Regions from separate parts of the Mus musculus genome. Here region 2 is linked to region 1. A link is a contact called in public promoter capture Hi-C data. All regions are on one chromosome and are shown on one strand. Each heading gives the region's core, a stretch centred on a gene start, on an enhancer-like site or on the middle of the called end of the contact. The rest is flanking DNA. Distances are from core to core; before and after follow the strand shown.

The links. Promoter capture Hi-C pulls out the DNA fragments that hold promoters and counts their contacts.
Region 2: a promoter capture Hi-C map of embryonic stem cells shows a contact between it and region 1. The contact joins the promoter of Foxd1 here to the promoter of Barx1 in region 1. A contact is called at or near these places in 3 of 39 promoter capture datasets (cranial neural crest, embryonic stem cells and frontonasal cranial neural crest).

The regions. Positions count from the first base shown.
Region 1 is chr13:48,658,837-48,665,327 of GRCm38.p6, reverse strand. Barx1 (BarH-like homeobox 1) reads right to left here and starts at 2,292. Exons shown (of 4, transcript NM_007526.4): 1 at 1,989-2,292; 2 at 11-302. The coding sequence starts at 2,211. Gm36606 (a long non-coding RNA gene) reads left to right here and starts at 2,536. Exons shown (of 4, transcript XR_382336.3): 1 at 2,536-2,789.
Region 2 is chr13:98,351,303-98,357,793 of GRCm38.p6, reverse strand. Foxd1 (forkhead box D1) reads right to left here and starts at 3,549. Exons shown (of 1, transcript NM_008242.2): 1 at 1,089-3,549. The coding sequence starts at 3,174. The coding sequence ends at 1,804.

The DNA of each region.
Region 1 (6,491 bases), core at 1,043-3,542:
CCGGCACTACCTGTCAGGGGTAGAGAGGTACTTCTGCTTCTCGAAGCGTTTCTCCAGCCCCATCAGCTGCAGCTCAGTGAATACGGTGCGACTCCGGCGTCCTTTCTTGGCTTTCGCGCCAGGTTCACCAGAGCCAGCTGCTTCCAGCTTCCCGCGGAGTTGCAGCTCCAGCGGCAGGTGCGATGCGCCTGCGGGGCCGGGCATCCCAGGCCCGGCGGCCAACAACGCCGAGCCCAGCCCGGAGCAGCCGAGCGGCGCCAGTGGGAACTTGAACACTGCGGCCTGCTCAGCCTTCAGCACCGCTACAGAGCAAAGAGAGAAGGGGAGAGAGAGAAGAGAGAAAGATCTGGGTGAACTGGATTCCAGCCTCCCACGCCACAGCGCTTTGCTGCGTTTGGGAGCCCGAACCAGCCACTCCCTGGGGATTTAAACCCAGCATCCTGGGCGACCCTCCTTCAGGTAGCTATCCCGAGGAGTCTAGAAAAGAGTATCCCTCGCATCCTTTGCTCTTTTTTGGAGTCCCCATGAGCCAGTAGGCTCCGAGATTTCAGGATGCTTTAGAGCAAGTTCGCTGCTCCGAGGACATAGAGTATGCCTTTCGTGAAAAAGAGAAACTAAGAAGAAACGGGTGAATTTGGAAGCGGGGGCGGGGGTGGGGGAGCTTTTGCATTGGGAAAAGAACGTTGTGGAATGTGAGCATTTGTTTTTCTGGGCGCTGTACCTACATCACTGGCTGAGGCTTGGACATTGGCGAGGAAAGGGTCACCAAAGCATCCTTTGAACCTGAAAATTGTCTTTCTTGTTTCCTCTGTTCAGACCCCCTCCCCCCAAGAAGCATGAAGACCTCTCCATGTTCTTTAGCCCTAAATCGGCTGTTTGCCCGCTTCAAACGAATTGCCAACAACAGAGTCCTTTTATAGTGAACGGCAGCAGAGAGGCTGTGAACCAGATGAACATCAAAGAGGCAAACTGGACTGGCTGCTACCAAGACTGGACAGAATCTGGGGCCGGTTCCGGAGGCCGCTAGCTGAGCTGGAGTCTATATTGGACGCTTCCTTTCCTGGTAGGCTTCTCCTAAAAGAGATACTGGAAAGGATGGATCTGCCTGGCTGAGAACCATCAGGGTAAGGGGAGCATAGAAAACATAGCAGGAAGTGGGAAGAGAATCTTGCGGAGGGGGAGAGGTAGAGGGGAGACAGATCCACTTTACCAAAAGGCTAGGAAGGAGGTCAACCAAAGAGAGTCACTAAGCCCTAAGCCGAGATGCAGTACAGGGCAGACTGCCTCACAATCTCCCAAGAGACAAGACGGAGACAGAAAAGATCTGAGCAAGTGCTTCAAGACGCACGAAAGCCCAGCAGATCTCGGGATGGAAGGACCAACTGGGCAGCGGATCACAACCAGGCCTCTTTCCCTCAAACAAGGCCTACGGAGACCCTGGCCGCAGCACAGGCCTCGGTCGGTTGCTGACTGGAAAGCACGGGGTTCTGAAAGGCTCCTGGATGGCTTGGGCATCCAACACTATGCGACACGACCCTCTTCTCCAGAGCTTTCCCAGTCTGGGCAGCTACTGTTATGCCCAGCCAACCCTACCGCGAAACTCAGGCTTCCCCTGGTTTGAAGTCATTTTGATCCAGAGTGCTCGGTAGATTGATTTTGTAGCAACCATAGGGATGCGGTCTCTGGCTCCTGGCCTCGCCTATCACCCGATTCGAAAAAACTCGAAGCCGCCCTGAAGCAGAAGACAAACTCTCTTCTGGTCTGACGCGAGGACACAAGGCCTGGTTTCTGCCTAGCTCATTGCTCGCACCCTCCACTTTCCCGTTGGAGTGCGCGAAGAGAGGTAGGTGCCTCGGGCCTGCGCTGAGCTGCATCCCAGGTCGCTCCAGAAACAGGGGAGAAAGAGGATGAATTACGGACAACCCCAGGTCTCCGACTCCCACCCGCCCGCCAAGCCCAGTCCTCTGCGCGGCGGCCGCTGCACGTACCCAGGTGGCTGTGGAAGGGCCGGGCGGCCAGCAGCGCCTGTACGCCGAACTTGAGCAGCTCGCCCGCGGCGGCAGCGGCGGCCGCGGGCGCTGCGCCCTTGGGCCCCGGAGGCTCAGTGAGGATCTCTTCGATCATGAAGCTGCGGTAGCGATGCGGTCGGTGATCCGCACAGCCCTCGGGCGGACCGAAGCGCGCGGCTCCCGGCTCCCCTGGCCGCTGCATCGCGGCTCCCGGGGATGCGCCCGCGGCTAGGAAGCGACGGCGGCTAAGCTCCGGCGCGGGGCCCGCGCGGGGCTCTAGGCCGGCCCGCAGCTCGCGGCGGCGCGCGGGCGCCGGCTCATGCCCCCTCCCCCGCCGGCTGGCCGGGCGGAGGCGCAGGGCGCGGGCGGGGCGCGCGGGGCTCGGCCAGTCGGACCCGGGACTGCGTCCCCGCCCCGCGCCGCCGCGCCTCTAGCCTGGCCAGCCCCGCGTCACTGCCTTGCCCCGCCCGCCCTGCCCCGCCCCGCCCCGCGCTGCCGCCCCCCACCCACTAGGCCCAGCCGGAGGGAGGGACCCAGGAGGGAGGAAAGGAGGTTGAGAGGAGGGAAGGAGGGAAAGAGCCCGGGATAGGGGCTCGCAGGCCGGGACCAAGGGAAAAAGAGGAGAGCTCGCCCAAGAGGACAGCCCTGAGGATAGGACACTGCGGAGATGGGCAAACCGAGGATCTTGAATGAGAGGCGTGAAAAAGTCTGAAGACAGACAGCAAGGACCACGCAGGATCCTAGGCAGTGATGTGAAGGTGTCCAAGACGCCTCTTAGACGTGAGTGCGCCGAGACGTAGAGAGGAGAGAGCCCCAGAGGTGCAGGAGGGCACGGGGAGGGCACAGCAGCAAGGCCAGCGGACTGGGTGGGATGGGGAGGGGCTGGAGTGGTGGTGAGGAGGAGGGGCAAAAGCCAAGCTGGGAAAGGGGTAGCCTTAAACAGCTTTCCCAGGTCTGCGAGATGCTGTAGGGATCCAGTGCAATACACCGGGGTGTAACTCGCAGGGTGGTGACCATGCCTGTGCACCACTTCCCCCCCTTCCCTGTCCACCCCAACCTCAGTTTACCATTTTGATCTCAAATCTCTGAAGCTACCCTGGGAGAAAAAAAAAAAGATTCTCCAACTAGGATTTACCTAAATTTCTAATTTAAGCTTACCTGGACACATTTTCTCTGGCAACCACCAGACTTAGTGGGCTGAGTTATGTTTACTTAGAGCAAGGGATAGAATAAGGGCAGATGAATAAAAAGGGGAAAGACTGTCACTGGATGAACTTTGAGGCAGGGGATCATGGAATACTCTGAGAGTCTGGGGACCTAGCTCCATCTCTGAGCCTCCAGTCTCTCACAGGACTAAAGATGGGGCTGTTAGATCATTCTCTTTTTCTCTCCCCAAATTAACCTCTGTTGAGTGTGCCTCTTTGAGTCTTGGCACTGACAGTTTCTGAGCTGTCTCAAGTCTGGAAGACTTGACTCTTGGCTCCAGGGAGTTTGTGGGGATGGAAGGTGAGACTTTTCTATACCCAGGGTGACCCATGCCAGCTGTTCAGGGGTAGCAAGAAGGGTAGGGTGTCCTCAGGAGGCTAGGAGAGGACTTGCTGTATTTCCTATCTGCCTCTCTCAGGAGTCTTGGGTTCTGTCTCCACCCTGTCCAGCCTTCCTAGACTGGACTCCATGTTTTAAGCCACTCCTACTTCCCACGAATGCTCTCCACAGAGCCTAAGCCCTCACTGCTGGGAAACTGAGTTCATCACACTATATCCCAACTCTCCAAGTTGAAATAATTTCTTCTGCCTGCTGACGGGGTTGGGGTGGAGGGCTCAGAAGCCTACTGGACTGTAGCATCCGGGACACTAAGAAATGACCAATAGCCTTTGACCATTGAGCCTGGGAAGGGGACAAAGGGCATCTTTCCAAATGTTCTGCTGAGATGCAGACCCCCCCCCCCCAAAGCTCATTGCTACAGCTCAGCCAAATGTGCAGCGACTTTCTGAGTCAGGAGACCACCATCAGGACTGAAGGGAAGCAGTCTTTAGTGGCTTCCCGTTGCTTTAGACTCCTGAAAGGGGATAATCAGGTAACCAAAATAACTCTTTAGAAGGGTGATACAGGACCCACTAAGACCACCCGCACACATATCAGAGACAGAGTGGCAATGGGCATCTTCCCACTGAACAGAAAGGAAAGTCGGTGTCTACTCAGGACATAGGAATCTTGGCCAACAACCTCCTTTCTCAATACAACTCAATCCAAGGACTGGTTCAGGCATTCCAGTGAGTAGAAGCGGCTTTCTAGGTACCATACCTATACCAGAACAAAGGCCTTTCTGCCTATACTGCTTCCACTCTGTCCATCCCTGGAGGGCTCAACATCAGGCCCCTCCACTTCCTCTTGGGCATCGGAAGGAGTATAGCTTGGAATGGGTTCTACTGGGGAGGAGTCCCAGCCAGCTCCCATCCTATCTTCTCTGATTTTGATCCCGACAGAAGCCACCCTGTATTTGAACACTATGCGCCTTCCTTCCAATTTCAGCCAGGTTTCCCCAAAACGCAAGGTTGATCCTGGAAATGGGTCTGAGCTACCAAGACCACTCATTCCTATTGTCGATATCCAGTCAACAGCTCTGTTTTTATTGCCAGGAAGGAGTTTAAGGTCAAGCTGAACAGAGGAGGCTCATTTTTTTCTGGCATGAAGGTCTTAATTCTAGAAAGAGACCCCACCCCCACTCCATTCCACAGGTGCGCCTCTCCCCCTCCCACACACACCCTCCAGCTCCTTGGACGCTGGCCAGGACTGTTTCAAGCCGCCCAGGCCGAATGCCTGCAGTGATTCCTGCCTGCTGGGAATGAAGCCCCAAGGACTAAAAGCTTAGCCTGGCACCAAAGGCTCAGAGCCAGGCTATGCCCCGATGCCCCATGCCCTCTTTAAGCTCGAGCCCCTGACGCATCCTTTTCAAACTACATTCTTCTCAAAGTCCAGAGGGACCCTAAAGCAAACCTGCGAATAAACCCCTTTTAGGCGAAAAAAAAATTGCGAAGAAATGGCTTCAGGGATCCTTTGTTTAGGAATTCTGCATTGGCTGGCTGGAAAGGGGTTAGTTCACAAGGAAAGGGGTTCCCCCTTCCACTTGGACGGCACAGGACGAAGGGAAGTCCCCACTAGAGGCGCAGCCACTGAGTCCTAAGCCTAAAGCCCGCCAGGGCCTCCCGCCTGTCGCCTAAACTAAAATCCCGGAAACTGGCCGCTCTGGGAGAGGCAGGCACGGTGGAAAAGGTGACCTCAGCGTCCCAGGCCAGCCACCCTCCCGGGTGGCCCAGCAACGAAGGACTCCAGGCCGCAGGAGATCCTTGGCGCAGTTTCTTCCGCCAAGAGGGGACCCTTGTACGCGGAACCCGTCCCATTTCCCACTTGCGAACCCGGAAGACCCCGGGGCTTCAGCTGGCTGTGGCAGGTTAGAAGGGAGGGATGGGTCACAGCTGAACCCCAGAGCAGGGATGTGAGGTTTCAACGCGCACCGCTTCCAGCTGCAGTTTCTTTCCAAAGCACCTCCAAGAGGGAAGGAATTCTGCAGGCAATCTAACCGGGAAGTGGTAGTCCCTTATGCCACTAAGCAGATGGAGCAACCCAAAGCCAGTTCAGCCACCAGCCTCAGGGGGCTTCTAAGTGGGGCTCCCCTCCAAGCCTCCCTAAACCTTGAAGATTTCTTTTTTGTCTACTTTCCCACTTGCAACCGATCTGTATCTCATTCAGCAAATTGAATTTGGGACCCCGGGTGTCTGGAAGGAAGATTTCTTAAAACTTCTGTGGGCCAAACAACTTTCCGGAAACCGTCCCCAGTTTACAGTAAGCTCTAAGCCCCACTAAGTTCGTTCGCCCCAGAGCAGCGCTCTGGGTCTTCTTTCCAGGAACAAACACCCTGGAGAGCCCCAACTAGGGTGTTTTAAGCCTGCCTCTCCAGGCAGGTTTGCGGTGGTGGCCTTGGCGGGTGGCCTTCAGCACGGAATACGTTTCAACTCAGATGACCATCGCCTGGACCTGGAGGGCAACGTGTGATCTGGGCAGGCTGCCGTCTGCGCCCTGCACTTTGCTAGAAAGAGGTCATCAGTTTGGCTTCAATACACAAAACCGTCGAGATTATAAAAATACGCGGTCCCCACACTCACAGATCACATCTAAGTTGCCTTTCGTTGGAGAGCCGGTCTCTGTAACTGTTTCATTATGGGTAGTTCGATATCCTTGTGGACTTTCGTTTTGAGTCTTTCCTGACTCTTCCCGGAGCTTGGAAGTCGAAATGCATTTTGCGTGACAGTGCCTTTGCAGATACGATCTTTGAGATTGGTTCCTTTGTGTCCTTGGGGGTTGTTGTTTAACAATGTGTGATTTCCTTTGGAATTTTGAGTTAAGATATATCCATAGCGCTCTCCAAGGAACCGGTTGTTGATGGTCAAGGTTCCTGGCGATTCTTCGCTGGTGTTTCACACC
Region 2 (6,491 bases), core at 2,300-4,799, about 50 Mb before region 1:
TTTCTTCTTCAGAAGAGACCAGGCTTCAAATATGGCCAGCCCTGCACAGTACTGGCCTGTTATGCAGACGTCATGATTGGATAGGTTCAATCTGTGAGTCTTCAGATATCATAGTGTGTACACTTACCACACTTTAAAGAAACTGAATAAACAGATCTCTACTGCAACCTGCTGACCCAAAGCATTCAAATTATGTGTTACATATGCACCCATCTGCTATAAGCAGGGCTCGCAGTACCATCTGTACTTAACCAAGACTAGCCTCAGCTTTTGCAAGGAACTATAAGTTGAATCTAATCAGCACTGAAAGCCTTAAAATTTGAAAAGGGATGCCCTAAATCACCCAAATTGTTTATTTAGTTCTGTAAACACCCAGGTACTTTCATCTTTAAATCTTTGAACCACATACCCTGTTAAAGTTGACAAATTCTCTTGCGCTTGGGTTATTCATTTTAAGCCAAAATCCCAGGCATCTTGCCTTTGCACTCAGAACTCATTTGTATAATTCCTGGACTCGCTTTTACCTTAAAGACCAGAACTTTCATATACAATTCATGTTATAAATGTAAATATTTGCTTATCCAGAACCTTTACGCTTTTAAACAGATAATCTCCTCATCTCTTTTTGCTGTTAAAATTGTAAACCCAGAGACCGGCCCTGCTTGTGTTGTTTCCATCACAGTTTAACATAGTGTTTGAGCATTTTTTTTTTTTACAACATCTTGCTGATAAGTGAGCAGAAATTAACTCGAGAATTTTGAAAATAAAATCGAATACTCCTGTTAAATTACCTTAGAATGACTAAACCATCTCCCTGATCTCAAAGATGGACAAAGCTTGGACTTGGAATTATCTAGCAAAGTAACGGCTTTCATTTGCTGTCACTAAAAACAAGTTCTGTGCAGCGGATGGCTTTGACTTGGAAAGTTTAAATGAAGAAGAACTGTGGCAGCATGGTATCCCGGTTTTGTTAGTCTTTCTTTGAAAGTACTATTTAAGTAGATCCTGGACTGAGTTCAGACTCATCTATTCCACCTTTTTCTTCTTAACAGAAAAGAAACTAAGAAAGGGACAATTCAGCCAATTACTTAGGTGGCTTTTCTTTGAAAATTAAGCATTTTATTTCTGAAAAAAAGTGTAAAAATCTTACATTAGAATAGTACAATAATAATTGCCAGTAAAATTTACAATACTCCTTGCAAAGAATACGTAGTAAGTACAAAATAAAAATTCCGCATGTCCATTATGATACAAAACACAGGTTAAAAATAGGAAATGGTAAATTTCGACTTATTTCTTGTGTAAACATGTTAATTTTTTTTCTTTCCATGAAAAAAGTCTACCAAACAAGTGTGAACAAGTAGAGGCATTTCTTGGAGACTTTTACTGGTTTTCTATAAGCTGCATTTAAACATTACTGATTTTTTAAAACGCCTGGACCTGAGAATCTCTACACCTCAAAAAGGGCTTAGTTTTGATGATTTTGCTTGTTTTGTTTTGTTTTTTCTCAATTTGTCAAAAGTCAAGGAAATTCCTAGTGCCAAGACAGAGCGACTCCCCTCCTTCCCACCCCAAGTCAGGGTTGCAGCATAGGGCGATTTTGCATAAATAGATGGACCCTCTGAGCTAAACTGCGCGGCGCCCCAGCTGTCGCCCAACACAGTCTGGTCCAAGAATCCGAAGCGGCGAAAATGGGGGGCGCGGGGTCTCCGAGGACCGGGAGGGGCGAACGAAACCAACCCCCCCATCCGGAGAAAGAAGCCGGGAGTCCTACCTTCGCTCTCCCGCGCGCTAACGACGTTCCTAACAATTGGAAATCCTAGCAGTAAAGTTCTCCACACTGGACAGCGCTGTCCCTTGGTGCAGAGTCCCCAGCGCGGCGGACGAGGACACGGAGGAGGCGGCGGCCGCGGCGGCGACCACGAGCGAGCGGGTGAGCGCGACGGCGGGACCAGCAGCCGCCTGTACTGCGCAACCCCCGCCCCCGGGTCCCGGGGCGGTCCCGCTGGCGGCCCCGGACGAGACGTGCGCCCCGGCGGCCGCGGGACCCCGAGTGCGCCCGATGAGGCTCTCGATGGAGAAGGGCGAGCGTGCGAGCGCTGCGGCGCCCGGGCCTCCCGCCTTGACTGCGGCCGCCTGCAAAGGGCCGGGCAGGGCGGCAGCCAGCGCGTGTGACCGGTAGCCGAAGGCGGTCCGCGCCAGCTCGGCGGCCGCACCGGGAGGCGGCGGCGGAGGAGGAGGAGGCGGCGGGGGCGAGTGCGGATGGAAGGCGGCGGCGGCTGCCGCGGCGGCGGCAGCGAAGAGCGCGGAGGGCGGCGCGCAGGGTGGCAGCTGCAGGCCGTAGGCGCAGCCGTAGGCTCCGTAGCCGCAGGCGGGCGGTGGCGGCGGCGGCGGGAAAAGCGCGGCGCCCGGGTCCCCTGCGCCCGCCGCCGGCCCCGCACCGCGCAGCAGCAGCGCCTCGGCCGCCGCGTGGGGAGCGAGTAGCGGCTGGCGCTTGAAGCGCTTGCGGCGCCGCAGGAAGCTGCCGTTGTCGAACATATCTGCGGACTCCGGGTCGAGCGTCCAGTAGTTGCCCTTGCCCGGGTTGCCCGGTTCGCGCGGGATCTTGACGAAGCAGTCGTTGAGCGACAGGTTGTGACGGATGCTGTTCTGCCAAGCGGGGAACTTCTCCCGGTAGTAAGGGAAGCGGCTGCTGATGAACTCGCAGATCTCGCTGAGCGTCAGGCGCTTCTTGGGGCTCTGCAGGATGGCCATGGTGATGAGCGCGATGTACGAGTAGGGCGGCTTCACCAGCGGATTCTTAGCGCCCCCGCCCGTGCCCGCGCCCGTACCACCTCCCGCGCCGCCTCCCGCTCCGGCGCCGCTGCAGCCGCCCGACCCGGTCCCCGGGGCGGGCGCAGGACCCGGAGGCGCGGGGGACGCGGCGGGCCGGGAGGCCAGCAGCAGGTCATCGTCGTCCTCCTCCTCCAGGTCCTCGAGATCGTCCTCCCCGGCGTAAGAGCGCCTCCGCCGCTGGGCCGAGCTCGGCAACCGGGACCCGCCGCCGCCGCGGCCGCCGCCGCCCTCGTCGTCATCGTCCTCCTCCTCCTCGTCGTCCTCGCCCTCCCCCACCACGTCGATGTCTGTCTCCTCCGCGAGGCCGGAGGCATCGGACATCTCCGTGCTCAGGGTCATAGCTGGGGCGGCGCGGTGGCGCGGCGGCACATAGGGGCACCGGGCTCCCGGCTCCCTGGCCTCCCCAGGCCGATCCCGGAGCGGCGGACCCGGAGCGAGGACGCCACTCTGCGACGCGCGGCTGCAGGAGGTGGCTGGGGCCGCTCCGCTCCGCTACTTGGCGAGCAGGGCTGTGCGAGGTGTTTGCGCTCCCCGGCTCGGCGGGCACCGGGTGGCGGGCGCTCTAGACTTGACCTTTTCCACTGTGGTCCCTTTAGCCCGGTTAGTCCAGGAGGGGGTGGCTGGACCCTGGCGGGCCAGTCGGTGTCGGGCGCCCAGAAGGGCGCGGGAGGAGTGAGAATCTAGAAACGGAGCTCGGCAAGGCCAGGGCTGAGTCCAGAAGAGGGCGGACCTTGTCTGTGCTTATAGCAGAAGGGGGCCTGTCACATGGTGTGCACGTCAGAGCGCGGCCCAGGGAAGGAAAAGAAAGGCGAGGGAATCGGCGTGTAGGAAGAGAAAGTTCACCCGCAGGAGGGGCAGCAGCAAGAGTTGGAGACTGAAGCCCACTATTTCTTGCCAAGATATTGGCTATCCTGAATCCCACCCTAGCCAGCCGCGAGCCGACCCGAGAGCTACAGGAGTTCAAACCCCCAGCCTTATTCTCCCGGATTAGCCCTCAACCCTAATCTCAAGCGCTCCGGGGACGCTTCGATTGGACAACCCAGTGGCCTGTAGGAGTCATCCCACTGGGGACAACTGCTCTATGTGTGAGGTGCTCACTGGAATATTGAGCGAGGGAGTCTGGTAGGGTGTCCCAGCTCTCTGGACTGGGCCAGTCTCCGCCTGTGGAATCTGATGAAAAATCCCCCATTTTGAGCACGGTAATAATTGTTTATTGACCCTTTAACCCTTTCCCTTCGGTTCTTCTCCAAAGACGTTTGTTTTCCGCCATCTGTTAATAAAAATGCGGTTAGGCTGGCGTTTTGGTCATTTATCTGCAATTGAATGCCCTAGAGACTTGACAGCTAAACTAAGCCACTCTAATGAGAGCATCTCACAAATTCCATGGGAATAGAGCAAGCAATGGTTGAATGAGGAAAAGAAATAGAAAATTGTAATGAAAACCCAAACACACACAGAAATTACACATAGCAGCAACTCAAACACTGTTGAGATGTTAGGAAAAAGAGCGCTATACTTTTCAATAAAAGGTATTTCTAAAGGAGCATTTCACACTACTTTCTAAATACTGGAATTATTATAACTTACACACAGTGTTGTTCCGGAAGGATTGATAGTAGAAAGGACAGTAGCAAAGATGAACTTTGAGATCAATTTTTTATTTTGGAAAATACATTAAATGCTTTTTATACTCTTTTTTTTAAAAAAAAACCCGACTTTTAAATTTTAAATGCAGGATGCAACTCCACTCGATTCATTTTTCTTCCAAGTGGCAAGCTAATAGGGATGATTAAAGTATTATTCTGTTTTAAGGTCACCTGTGTTTACCACCAGCTAAATGTTTTGTTCTGGCTGGCGGGAAATCCGAATAATTGTGTAATCCGAATTCATTTTGATAGCCTAGCTTTCTGGATGTTTGCCTTTTCTGAGATGTTTCGATTTCAAATAGGGAACTTTGCCTTACCAGTTTAACTTTCTGGTTAAAATCGCCATTTGCCAAGAACTGAATAAAAATTCAATGGCTTTCTCTAGGAACAATCTCAAATGCTCTGTGTGTCATTGTATCAACCAAGTGTTTCTTACTTCCTGAAGTGACTTGTTCTAACTGGTATTCATCACAAAAATAAGCTGTTGCCCCATCTAATACTTCTTTTCAAATCAGATTTCGTTTTCTCCAATGGGTAACCACCAGTTCCACTTGTAAATGGTCTGTAAAGTCTACTAGAGATCTTTAAAAGATCTATGAGAATGCCTTGCGATCTGAACGCGTTGATTTTCATTGCCTCTCATTTGATGTATGACTGGACCATCTAATTATTGTAATGGGCTCTGATTAACCTGCGCCAACATTAATCAGGCAGCGAATGCTTTGTTGATGCAGACAGGCGTCCTAACCAAGGAGTCCACTTTTACATCAAAAGTTTAAGTTTTATTAGTGCTTGCCCGATATCTAAATAAACACTATGGTTTTCGCAGTGCTGAGGGCTGCTGCGTACAAACGTATTTGAAGATGGAATACAAGAAGAATTGTTCGCAGGTTATTAGTAACGTTAGAGGAAAATCTCTCTGCTCAAGATTTGCAATTTGTCTGTCCTAGAAGGGTCTGGGAGTTGAGAGCTTATGTTCCGTTTGCAATATCGCCCCCAAAGGGTTAAAGGGCTGTTTCCTGGAAATGTTTGGGGAAACGTGGTAAATTACCTTAAAGTCACTGGCGGGGGGCGAGGAATGTGGGGATTTGCTGGATTTGACAGACCACCTCAACACACTGGGATCAATGAAGGTACAGAACAGGTAACCAGAGATTTGAGTGAGCTTCACTAAAGCCATCTTTGGGCACTCCACCAGTTTTGTTTGCTTTAGTTAAGGTACCTATAGCCCCTTAGCTGTTCAGTCCAGAAATTTCCCAGCCTGGAAACCTTGCTGGGAATTCGTGCCTTGCTCATCCTCTTTCTGCCTTCCTGGTCCCTAGCTCTCAGAATCTCCTGACTCCCTGTCTTTTCTCCAAGGATGGAAAGTCCCCCATCCCATCCCATCCCATCCCATCCCATCCCATCCCATCCCATCCCATCCCATCCCCTCAAGCTAGTACAGGGGCCAGAAATCTTTCCCAGAGGTGGGCAGGACAGCCATTTGGAACCAAGAGCCATCCCCACTCCCATCCCCCACTCCTTGGCCTGAAAGCGCGCACCAAGAAAGCAGCTGGTGGTTATCCTTGCAATGTAGGAGCTCGGCAGAACTGCCCCCTGGTGGTAGTGTGGAGTCCTGCTGTCCCTTGGGTTGGCCTGGGCACCCGGTGCCACCGGTGCCACCGTGGTGGCTAGAAAATCCCCAGAGCAGAAAGTGTCTGGTAAGGCCCTAGATCTAGTAGTCTCCTCTGAGGGACAGGGACTGAGCCCGCACAACAGGCTTCTTCTCCTTGGGGTTCGAGTTAATCAGTTTTATTCTCACAGGCTGTTTGGGTCAGGGGCCTGAACCCCCCAGAGCTGAAGTCACAGGATTTGGCACCAGCTTTGGGAAGAAGGCTCTGCCTCAACTCCCTTCATCTTTGTCACAGGCCCAGAAAATTCCTTTGAGGAGAAACTTGGGTATGTAAACTCAGAAGACAAGAATCTAAATGTGCTGGCTGATTTTATGTCAACTTGATGTAAGCTAGAGAC